Regions from separate parts of the Dromaius novaehollandiae genome. Here region 2 is linked to region 1. A link is a contact called in public Hi-C data. All regions are on one chromosome and are shown on one strand. The core of a region is the stretch at or near the end of the contact, and the rest is flanking DNA. Distances in the headings are between cores, read along the strand shown.

The links. Hi-C and Micro-C count contacts between places; a contact is called where the count stands out from the background.
Region 2: a contact with region 1 is called in a Hi-C map of ovary, with 3 times the contacts expected there. The contact joins the enhancer-like site here to the promoter of MRPL53 in region 1. A contact is called at or near these places in 2 of 4 Hi-C or Micro-C datasets (brain and ovary).

What each region holds. Positions count from the first base shown.
Region 1 is chr2:124,526,684-124,532,890 of bDroNov1.hap1, reverse strand. It overlaps MRPL53 (mitochondrial ribosomal protein L53), which reads left to right and starts at 4,165. Exons shown (of 3, transcript XM_026100688.2): 1 at 4,165-4,299; 2 at 5,920-6,032. The coding sequence starts at 4,211. LOC112983525 (a long non-coding RNA gene) reads left to right here. Exons shown (of 4, transcript XR_003259251.2): 4 at 161-3,146.
Region 2 is chr2:124,826,313-124,832,809 of bDroNov1.hap1, reverse strand. LOC135327595 (a long non-coding RNA gene) reads right to left here. Exons shown (of 2, transcript XR_010387932.1): 2 at 1,578-2,131. Among named protein-coding and RNA genes, the nearest start is that of ZBTB10, 82 kb to the left of the region's middle. Within about 2 kb of position 1,304, at least 2 of the 2 cell types and tissues checked have open chromatin away from gene starts, as enhancers often do.

The sequences.
Region 1 (6,207 bases), core at 2,916-5,415:
ATGAGTTATAAAACAAACTTGTTTTAAGTGGTACTTTTGCTGGTTGAGTTTAATTTTATTTCTGAAAACCATATTAACAGCATAAAATTATTAGTAGATTTATAAATGATACACAAAATTAGTATTACTATTGGTTTAAAGCTATATTTAACTTCTTTAGTTTCCAGAGGAAAAAGGATCTTCCCAGGCTCTTTTCTTTGAGGATATATTTTTAAAATGCAGTAACTGACATATGGTGTAAGAATACTCAGTTCAAAGGAAGAAACAAAACAAGACAGAAAACACAGACTGGTTTCTGTTTTTATGACTCAGTTACAACAAGCAATGCTCCTCCAGGTATAGCAAGGAAATCATCCCGACGTTTCCGCAAGTGTGGCACTAGTATTTTATAATGACTTCCTACAAGTCCTTTGTGATCTTGACCCTCTTTGTCCATAGCTCTTATGAAGATTTGCCTCCTGATATTGGACTTGTCAGATGGTTTTTCTGCTTCCAGAAAGGACTCTTTTTTACTGTCAAGCCCAGCACACTGTCTTTTTCAAAGACCCTCTCCTGGCTGTCTGTCTGGAAGCATCACCTCAGTGCAAAACAGGCAGGCCGCTGGATTTATTTTGGCTCACCTCTCCTTAGCAGGGGCTAATACCCTGAAGGCAGCATTACATGGTGTTATAACTAGATGTGTGGACATGAAATTCTGATTGCTAAATCCTGGGCCTACAGACATTTGTGACAGGATTCAGAGAAAGAATCATGAAAAAAGAATAAAAATGCAAAGGAAGAAATCAGCTGAGGACAAGAGGAGATAATGAACCAAATAAATGCATGGAGGTATAATACCATACCTGGAATGAAGCATCCAGAGCTCTCTGCCATGAAATGTTCTGGAAAAAAATCTGAAAGACCACAAGATTTTAAGGGAAGAAATTAATTGAAGAGCAATCAAAAAACAGAGTCAAGATGCTAAAACCAGACATGCCCAAACTATGGAGAAATTGGATTCCAAGAGCTCTGAAATATGGGCCTTTATGTAGTCAGAAAACATTACAGAAAATGAAAGTGATAAAGAAAGAAAAGGGAAAAAGAATCCTCCCTGGATCTAAGAGAACTGGGAGAAGCAATGAGAAAAGAGGAAAATTCACTGACTATAACTAAAATTATAATCTTTTTCTGCCTGTCTTCCTAATGAGAGTGTAAAAAAATTGCTGCATTTTTTTGCTTGCTATGTGTGATGCTTAGATACAAATCACCTATGGGGTTGTGACTAGACTGCAGTGAAACTAATGACGTGAGTCTGTAGACTTGGGATGAGAAAATATTTATAAAAAAAAGATCAGCCTGGTGAAAGGAATGTTAAAATTATTTTTATTATGATATTATAACATTTATATCTGTTCATGTTATTATACTTTAGGAATGTGTGTGGTTATCACTAGGTAGAAGAATCATGAATCATTCAGCTTCCAAGGGACGTCCCTGGAGAACAGTCTCAAATGCAGATGTTTCAGAATTCCCAAATTACTTGCTAGAGTTGGAGGGACTGATTCAAGGTCTTTCACAGATGAGTTGTTATGAGATATCCTGAAATGGCAATTAAAATTGTTCTTCAGAGGTCAATTGGTTACTCTGGTTTAAAACCAGGGTAGTCCAACAGACTGCAGTTAACCTGGGTTGAAAGGCAGGTGAAGGAACTGTTTTTTTAAATATGTGTCACTTTGATGGCTATCTATCTCATTTACTTACTGCAAAAGTTAGCACTGTTTTACTAGAATGATCATTATCACAAACTATACTTTCTGCATTTAGTGTGAATGTAGAAAAAAAACTTGGTTGTCCTCAAGTATGGTGAGGATCCAAGTTCAGGATATTCATACTCATAGTCATCAGCTCCCTTGGTTTCATTTCAGTTATATTCTATCCTATCAAGGGAGGAAAAGAATATAGAGTTTTTCAGTTACCAAATAGATATTCTTTCATGTTATTACAAATCTTTCAGATTTCAAAAAAAAAAAAAAATTTTTTTTGCAAGAGCACAGATGGTTTTCAGTTCTTCCAAAAAGATGGCTTAAGAGGAAAGATGCAACTTCTATTGCTGACAATAAATGTTAAAAAGTTAACTGATCTGAGTGTGGAAATGAGAAGACAAAATTTTCTTTTCATTGAATTGTGCTAAATAAGCTAAGCACATTCTACATGAAACTACTATCAAAACACAATAGGCGAAAATATAAAAATATTTTTGCCACACTTATTTTGGAGCCAGTAAGTGCCACAGTACCACTAGTGTGAGGAAGGGAGCCCGTAGGACAATCAGTGATCATTCTTACTTCCTCATTCCTTTGTTGCTGTTATCCCTGTAATGCTCCATAAAAGCTGGCGGAAATTTTGCTACAGATTTTAAATAGAATGAATAAATATCTTCATGTTACAATTAAGAAATTTATGTTGAAATTTTGTAAGCTACAAGTTTACCTTCTAAAATATAAAACATTCTGTTTATCTTGTTCTGGATCTGAACCTTCATATCTTACTCAGGCAAAATTAAAAATAAATCAGCCATTGTTGGTTAAAGAGGGGATTTCTTTCAAAAGATATCTCACAGAAATGTATTTTTTCCCATTGTGCAAAGACTATGACACATACGAGTAAGAATAAAAACATTAAAACTGTATTGATTCCTCTGAATTTATTTTTGCTACTTCATTTATATTGGCTAAATCTCAATGAAAAGGATAAGTTTTCTCAAAGATTATGTGATTTAAAAAAAGAACTTCCAATAAATATAAATAGGTTATGCTTTACAAAGGATGCTAGATATTTTATGTATTTCCTGTAGATTGGAAACATAGGTTTGTATTGAACGTTCCACAGCAATTCACAACGTGTTTAAATACCATTACTACTGGGTTTATTCCACCCTATACCTAATCCTTAACAAGATCTCAGTACTCAGCAGAACAAAGTAGTGAGACCGTTTAACAATTTATCAAGGAGATTTCCGCCACCTAGTGGAAAATATATGAATGACATGAATACATACCTGAATATCTAAAAACCTTTGTTTCAAGACGAAGTATGTAACTGCTCTATCTAAACCATTAGAAAAATGTATTTACTTCCATAGTATTTTTTAATAAAAAAACTCTACTTCTTGATATATTGCAAAATATTGCCTCTAACTTATCTTTAGTCATATTGGCTACTCCTCATTTATCCTCATTCATACCCTTGTTTATCCAAGCATATTGGCTATTACACTACTTCTGGAAGATATCAGAAGCTGTCACCCAATACGGAGCAGAATCAGCATGAAGCAAACAAAAGCCAGACTTCCTCAGCAACCTCACCTCTTCTTAAAAAAAAAAACACAATTTTTTCTTAAGTGTACCTACTAGTCTAATAAAAAGTATTACCTCTACCTATGCACCTCATCTTTTTTCATATCCTTAGAACATCGCAGCTGCAATGACAGGAATACATTACGGTAATTGTTCCAGTTATACTTCATTTAGTACATTGCACAAAAAATGAATGTTATCAGAAGAAACATAAATGCTAATCAAGTCGTAATTCCAAAGACATGGGGCAGAAAGCTGTTGCTTCGCACATCCACAATCATGCACTGGTTTGGAAGAGGTAAACGTAAAATCATTATGATAATAACAACTGCAATGGATTCTGCTTGAGCGAATCCTCACATACCCACAGCAGGTATTTGCACCGCTTATATTTGGGTATGTAAAGTCATGCCTAAATTTGGCATTTTGAGGGCTATGCAGTGAAAAGTGGAGTCGGGACAGGTTGGTCTGTTGGTCTCGCTCTCTCCGTTGACTGCAAATGAGCTTTCTTCTAGGTGAGGGATCACCACAGCTTTCCACTCTCCCAAGGTCCACCCCGAGGGGAAACGCTTCCCCCAAGCCCACCCCTTAGCATGTAGCGCACAGAGGAGTACACACACTCCGCCGGCCCCACAACGAGGGTCTTTTCCCCATCAGGCCGCTTTGCTTCAGGCGAAAGCCAGTCCCGCAGCGCAGCGGGCACTGGGAGCCTGCCCGTCCCCTGAGGGAAGGGGTGGACATGGCGGCCGGAGGGGCGCGCTCCCCGCACTACATTTCCCAGAAGCCCCGTGGGGGCCGAGGACGCGCCGGCGCCTTTTCCCTCCTGCTGCAGCGAGGGGGCTGCTGGGAGTTGTAGTAGGGGAGGCGGAGGGAACATGGCGTCCAAGATCCGGGTGGCACTTCGGCCCGTGAAGAGTATCTTGGTCCGCTTCTGCCCGTTCGAGCCCAACGTGGAGAGCACAAGGTGAGAGTCTGCTGCCGCCCGCCCGGCCCGGCCCGGCCCCGCGGCGCCTCTCGCCGTCCCGGTTGTGGGGCCGCGGTGCCTCGGGCCTCGCTGCGGAGGGAGGCGGCCGGTGGGCGCCGCCATCTTCCCCCGGGCCTCGGGGCTCCCTCCGCAGCTTCAGTTTAAAGAGCGCCCCTCGTACGCCCAATCCTCGTGGGCTTTTGGTTTTATGCTTTTCCCTTTTTGGTTTTATAATTTTATTTATTTATTTTGGGGGCTGGGGTTATCCTAACTAGCACTTTTTAATAGTTATGCTGTAAATTAAAACCTAAAGTGACCCCAGTGCGGCCTGTGCCCTAGGCCCCTCCACAGAGCCCTGTCTTGGTGACTCCTCCACAACGATGTTTGCTGGGTTTTCTCGTAGTTGCGCTTAGGAACACAAAAAGTAATTCCCTAAATAAAAAGGACGGAGTAGAGGCCAGAGCCACTCCAACTGTTGCCCTGACTACATTGGTAGTAGAAGTAAAAGGCAGCAGCTAAAATTACTGCCACTGCAAAACCATACAGTTTGCTGGTGCTATAGCAAGTGTAAGAAAGAACACATAGCGGGAGTGAATCTGTAAGAAAAGGGCGTTTTTTTGTTCATTCTTTGAAGAAGAACTTCCCTTTCACCAGCTTTTACGTTCACTATATGCTTTATATAACTTTCACAATCTTGGTCTTTGAGGGCCTGCATTTAGCATGGCTTCATAGTTTAGTTTAGTCAAGACAGAACCTTAACGTTTTATAATGGTTGAGAAGACACTGTATTTGTCTTAAAGGCTATGTTTATGCTAAGTATTGTCAGAATGTGCACAGCATTAATTTTAAGCAGATTTGTAGAGGATCTCCATGTCTGAGTATAGACTCTTGCATATCAATGTATGTGTTTAACTTTTCCAGTCTACTCATAGAGATGCTGCTCTCTCAGTTGCTGAGGATGTAGGTGTGGGACTAAAGTTACTGGTCCAAATGCTTGTAATGGGAGAGAAAGGAGGAAACACCTGCTGCTGTGTCTTGGTAATTGGCTGCTCGAGAGATCTAAGAAATTATGCTTCTGGAGTGATGCAACCTCTGCCAGTTCTGCATGGAAGGAATATAAAATGGCATTTTCCATTTACACACACATCTACTATTAAAATGGTCTTGTTAACACAACCTAATCTAGAATGTTTTTAAGTCAACTGAATGTCAAGTAGATTTCATACATATGAGAAACCTACTGGAAACAGATATTGTTAAATAACTAAATGCGGTCTGAACCCAAACAATAAAACAGTGGTAAGTAAATGTTGTATAAGGAAAAATGAGAATGGCTTTGCTGATTCTGCATTTTTTATATTAGTAACCAAGCTGAGAGAAATGCAGAAAGTGCATACACTGAATTTTTGAAAAATTCTTTAGTATGCTTTTTACATAATAGCACATAACACCTCCATTTGAATTTTTGAGAGTGATTCTCTCGTAAGAAGTACATGTCTGAAATTATTAAATGAAAATCCTATTTTATTTATACTTTCATCAGCTAGCAACGTCAAGCTATTAAAATTAATTATAGAAATATCTGTAATATACTTAATACATTTTCAAATGTATTTTCAGAATATTTCTTCAACGAATATACCATAAAAAAATCTATGACACCAACAGGAACTGTGAAGTGACTGCTGATGTAAGACATGATGGGTCTGAACCACTTGTAGATGTTATGTTTGGTAAGGAGTTTATTTTTAATCTTTACAGAAAGTCCTTCCAGATTTGGGTTGTTATGGTAGTATTATCTTCTCTGTTTTTTTTATTGTGACTGCTTTGTTTTGGTTCTGGTCCACAGCTACATGTTGTACAGTTAAGAAGAAAAAAGGAAGAGGGAATTATTAACAGACTAATGTA
Region 2 (6,497 bases), core at 55-2,554, 300 kb before region 1:
TTCTGTAGCACCTGACTTGGAGAACAGGTCGCAAAAGTACCATTATAAAAGAAAAGAGGATGGCAACATTTTAAGTGCAAAATGCATAGAATCTTTCGACAACAAGATGTACTTTTTTGTGCAACCAAGAGTATTTGAAACCCAAATTTGAAATCAGCAAATTATTTTGGCTAAAAGAAATGAGTGGAGGTTAGAGGAAGTTTTTGGTGCAGGCAGAGGAGTCATTCTGTCTCAAAACTTTCTAAAGCAAGTAGCTGACCATCTAAAATATTTCTAATCCAAATGTACGTAAGACAGTCACTTCTTAAAAGCTTTTTAGAATTACCTCAAAAAGAGACAAAGCCTGTGGGGGAGTGGAGAAGAGGGAGTGTAGCTCTCTGGGCTAAACTGAAATACTTTTTCTTTTAATGTGTTTGCTCTGTACAAAATTAGAAAACGTTATTTGCATAAAGGCAACTGTAATGGTCTATGTGTCTGTCTTTAGGAACATCAATTACAGCAGAGATTATCATCTCTTAAAGTGGCATTTATTTAGCGGGATTTAATCTGAAATACCACTAAAACACCTACTTGCTAATTATATGACTTCAAATCCTTTCCTTTTTATACCTAGAGGAATTGGCTGAAGAAATTTTACTTGCCTAGTCGCAGGTCTCTGAGGCTACAAGTTAGACAGCTTTGGGTGCCTGCCTGGCAGCAGCTGGACTTCGAAGACGAGAGACTCCGCCAGCAGAAGTGACCAAAGACTGCCGCTCACTCCAGCAGTGCCGGCGACCTGCTGGATTCACTGCCTGGTAGAGGAGGAACCATTTGGACAAGAAGCCTGAGCGTTAGTGAGAACGGATGGTGCTGGGCAGCAGCGTAGGGTCTCTCTATTGTTCTGAGCCTGCATTTGAGAACAGGTTAGTTTAGAGACATCCTTTCCTACAGGTGGAAGACTCTGTATGCATGTGTGTGGTGAGGAGGTGCTGCCTAGGCAGAGAAAAGCAACTCATTAAATTTAATAGCCTTGCTATTTATATTGGAGCTGGACTTGCAGAATGTATTAGCCAAAGAAAAGCTACGTATGACCTAACAAAGCTAGAAGGGGAGTTGTGAACTTGGGCAGAAATACTACTAGTTTATAGCTCCCCCCAACCCCAAACTACTCCCTGTTTCAGGAATGTCTCTCTCAGTTTAAAGCAGGAGCTTCAGTAGCTTTACCAATGTCCCGTTCAAATGAAACTTTGCATATGAGGAGTGTTCCCTGCATGCACGTAGGGAGGCTGTGCCTCTACTGCCAGGCAAGAGCAGGACAGGAAACAGGTGTTGACAGCTTAATGCATCAGGAGGAGCAGTTTTACAGCATGAACATTACAGCATGAACACGAGTGAATTCCTTCCCTTTGACCATAATGCAGCTACTTATACATCACACCATAATTTAAGAGGCAGTTTCCCACGTCCAGGTTCATGCTGTAAAACTGCTGTTCATAATGGAGGCCATGCAAAGGTTATCATTCATTTGAGCTGATCCTTGGCAGATGCGCTGGCATTCACGGTTGTTGAAGAATTAAATTTTACGTAAACAAAGAGGAAAAAGTTATACACAAAGGGTTTTATTACACGAATAATTTTACATACTCCTTGGTAGTTAGTCAGTTACAAGTGCATTTAATTAATGTTTTGTGGACATCATAACAGTCAGAGTATTTCAGCTGGACAGCCAGTATCGGGCTGAATTCAAGCCAGTGCAATTCATGACATAACCATAAACAGGAAATTACAGGTCTACAATGAGGTTAGACTAGATAGCAACAGCATACGTATTGTCACATCAAAGCATTACAAAGTATGAAAGCCCAATATTTCAACTATCTCTAAAATGGTATTTGTACAAACTTGTCATAGATACCTAAATGTAAGGTTTCATTACATCAGTAATGCATCATGTCTTTCTCTGTTTTCTGGGAGATACTTCGGTATTCAAAACTATTTGGGGCAACAAGAAGAAATGTAAACATCTGATGGTCCTTTGAAAGTCCATTCTGAGAGAATACATTGTGTGCCATAGGAAAAGTGCATCCTAACTGGTGTGTCTGTTATGGCCAGTCTGACTCAAATTCACATAGCACCAGGTATTTATCCGTTTCTGCAGTAAAAAGTTAGAAAATCTTCGTATTAACTCAGAAAAGAGAAAACAAAGTCAAAAGATTTTTTTCTTCTTCTTCTTTCTTTAGAGGAACAGCAATTAAATTAAAAAGAAAAAAAAACCCACCCAACATTTAAACAGTTACTTCCTATGTACAAAGGAACCGAAAGCTAGCAAAACGCATAGCCGGTGAACAGTCTTTATTATTATTTTTTCCTCCAGGTTCAGGTACCTGAATATATGAATTTATTTACAGGTGGACATATATCTACAGAAGTAATAATCAGAATATTTCTATTTGGCTAAAAGTTGTATAAAAAAAGACAAAACACTTTTTCTCAAATACTTTCCAAATATATATAGATATATTAAAAGTATTCAGTATGTCCATTACTGCCAGAGTTGGAAGCTCTTTCTCATTTTAAAAAGTAAATTTTGTGATAGTAAGTGACAACAAAGGACTGACCACTGCAGTCAATGCTTTGATTTGAGGGACTGCGGCTGGAGCTAAATCAGACCCACAGAACAGGTACAGATTGCAGAGAAATGCAGTAGTGTCTTTCTGTTGCTGTTATAGGCCACGTCCTGGTAATGGAGATTACCAGCTGCAAAGAGCCTCCTGTACCACACCTGAGCATCCCTTCAGCTAGCTCTGTGTAACCTTCCTGGGGGCAGATCCTCTGCAGATGTAAATGGTCATAGCTATGGGCGGTACGGCAATTGGTAACGGCTGATGCTGCCTGTCCTCAGGCATTTTTTCAAGTCAGTGGGTTCTGTGGATCTCATTGTAGGGACCTTGGTAAGAAATCTGTTGTTGGGTTTTTTTTTGTATCAAGCAACATACAGAAAGCATTGCATTTTTTAAAAGGACAGCGTTAAAAAAAATCCCAAAACCTCAGAAGTACTGGATGTATCCTTTATGCAGTCAGAAAACTAGCATAGTCCGGTAGCTCAGTAAATAGGAAAACGTGAATTCCATGCTAATTCTTGAAAAGAATATAAAATTAAGGGCTTTAGCCCATCAGATACAAATACATACTGTAAAAATATTATTAACTGAATATAAACTAGATGAGTGCACATCTCTGGATAGATAAAATACCACTGCCTTTACACTGCTATCGTGCATTTGAATAGGTTGCATATAAGCAAAATCTTTCTTTGCTGTTCAGTCCAGGCTTGCTTTACTCTAAAGCAAAGATGCTCTTAATACATCTTTTTTTGTCTCTCTTTCTGTAGGATGAACTATAAGAAACATACATAATCAGGTTAGGTCTGACTCTTCATGTCTTGTACACCCCAGCCCTGAAGTGCAGTCAATGCTTAGGCTGAAGGACCAAGTGTTTTGAGTGCTAGATCATCTAGGGCCATAGCTCCCAGGCAGGAGCCCATCAGGAGCCATCCGTGCCTCCTATGGGGTGCGTGGCAGAGCACCACGAGAGGAAGTGGCAAGAACTAAACTGGGGCTGCCGGGTGGCTGGAAAGGCTCTTGCTGAGGGGAAGATCTGGGAAAGCCCAAAAGCAGCCTCTTCCTTGCCACAGCTTGCTCTAGAGTAGCTGCAAGCTCCTCCTGACCAAAAAAACTGAACTGCAAAAGCACAAGAGCTGCTCGGGCCAGAGTGGCAGCATCTGCGGCCAGGCAAGCACGAGCACCCCATCCATGCCTCCCTGTCCTTGGCCCGGCACCCACCAGCTCGTGCTCGCCTTCACGGGGGCACAGGGAGAGAAACGTATGCTGAAGGAGACAGAAGCACCTTCAGCTCCTGCTGTTTGGGAGCTGCTAATCTATGGGAAAAGGTTGGATTTGAATTGACTCAAGATACAATATGCAGCTGTAGGAAAATGCATAGTTCGTGTGTATACATTCATTTAGCAAGATCAAAGGAAGTTTCTTTGCTGAGCAGTTTAATCACCATCTGTTTTCAAGAAAAATGTGATCTCACAAATCTACAGGAGACCAATTAACCGCACATCTTGTGAGTTAATGGTAACTGAATAGTATTTCCCAAATAAAGAATTAGCATCTTTTTCCTCTTGCCTTTTTTTTTTCTTTTCTTTTCTTTTCTTTTTTTTAAAGTATTTTCTCATTCGTAGACTGTTTCTCTAATAATGTATAATGGACTTTGGGATTTCATGAGATTCTTCTTTAATTCTCATTAGTGGAGTATCAGTGTTCCCTGCTCTGAGGTTTAACAGATATAAGCCCTAAAAAACGAACAAAATCTTATTTTACATGTGGTGTATGAACTAGATTAAAAAGTGATTTGTTTAAAATGCTGAAATTCTAGTTCAGCAGAGAATAGTGCTTTTTGCTTTTTTGGCAATAGCTGAGCTTGCTTATATTTTGAAAACAGTACAAGTTTGCTCACTGCTTTTATTTCAGTTAACACTTTGGAACCCAGCTGTTTCCTATTAGGAATGCCTATTGTCCTGAGCAACCTTGTACACACAACTGTAATGTGCCAGGCAGGACAAACTTAAAAGCAAGCAGAAGACCTATAAATTATCTATTTTAATTTTGTTTTCCATTTGTACTTTTTTATTTTTCAGAAGAAAAATTGCGTTCTCCTTTGTGATACTAAAACACAGTGGTCTGCAACTAAATGTAATTTTAGCACAGATTAGTACTTTTTACTAATCAAACACTATAAATATTTAATTAAGCAATTAAATGACTTTGCTCATGATTGTTCATGTTTCTGTATGCTCCTAATTTTAACTTTCTTGTTAGGAAAAGTAGTTAATACACTTAGTAGATTACCTAGATTTTTCCTTGCAATATGTATTCAACCATATTTGCAAAAATTGCAAAGAAGCATTTTTAAAACTAGAGAATATTATGTCAGGTAATGAGGATACATAGGAAGGAGAGTAAATTTATTAAAATATTTTGCAATCGAAGTGAAGAAACATTGATTATAGCTAGTGAACCAATCATTCACTGGGAAATGAAAAAAATTTTTTTCCTTACAAATAATGAATAATAGAAGTGCAAGAGGATGAAATTTGCCCCTTCTAAATCTCAGTGACCAGAAACAAACTATTGATTAACCTGAATTACTTGGAATAATTTGAGAAGAAAATATTCCTTCTGTATATACAGAAGAAATTACTCTGTCAAAAGTTGGTCTAGTGCATTAACAAACTCAAGAGCTAGTGCTTAGCAAACAAATTAATTAATTCAGTAGTCTTTAGTAGTACTTCTTTAAAGCTGCAAGTGCAAACACATACTTGTTAGTATTTTAACTCAAATATTTCCATAGACTTTTAGGCATTATTATACACATTTCAAATAGTTTTCTTAAATTAAACATATTTGCCAAATAAGCAAATGTTTAGAGTGTCATGACTTCTGCTGAGAATGACTGCCTCAAAGATCCCAAGTCCGTTGGAAGTGCTCTCAAGTCACAATGCAGAAATACTCAGATGCAGACACAAAAATTTTAATACTTTTTTTCATAGCAAAATTCCTAGAGGAAATTTGGAGACCCCAAATCTGTACACCTTTGTCTTAATACTAAAACATTTCCGGTGGCGACAGACTGCAGAGGCATTTGGATTGGTTATGGCCACGACACTGTGAATTCCTGCGCTCCCTCCAGCTGCCCATGCTGTGTGGAGAGCGCGAGATGGGCCTAGCACATGAACCGGAGAGTTGAAAAAAGGTCTGCACTGTGGCATTTGGGTTTTTTCATCTTAAGGGAAGGAAAAAAAGTGCCTGCTTTTAAGCTTCTAACAAGAAAGTAGGCACCTACCTCTGCTGCGCCAGCTCACAGACTGCCCCCAGGGGGCACAGTCAAATCAGACTGTGCCAAAGGAGTGTCAGGTACATGCAAAAGTCTTCTCTCTCTTCTAAGCTTTTCTTCAAAAAAACATGAAAACACAGAAACTAGTTGGGCAACACAACTGTTATTTGTGCTGCCCGAAGGACAGCCACCTTGGAGGAAGTCTATCATTGCACTTGTTCCTCAGCCAAACAGAAACTGATTTTCCAGAGACATGATGTGCACAGTGCAAGGCTTCAAGCTGAGCTTTTCTCCACGTCTACAACTCCTTAGCAGTGCTCCACAGCACTCCTCTCTGTGGTACGATGTGTAGCTAACATTAATCCATTCTTTCTGTTCAGCATAGTACCTTGTTGTTCACCATTTTTAAGTATGTAGCTTGCACACCATTAGTGATGCACTAGTCATGCTCAAAGACCTTGGGTTAGTCCTTGAAAGGACCAAACTGCATCAGAGCATGTTGAAATACCCTGATCCTGCACTTCTTTCATAGGCAAAACTGAAGCTTGCTTAAAAATGTCAAGATGACACATTTGCAACTCAAGTTGAGACTGTATTAACGATATGAGGATCAACAGTTA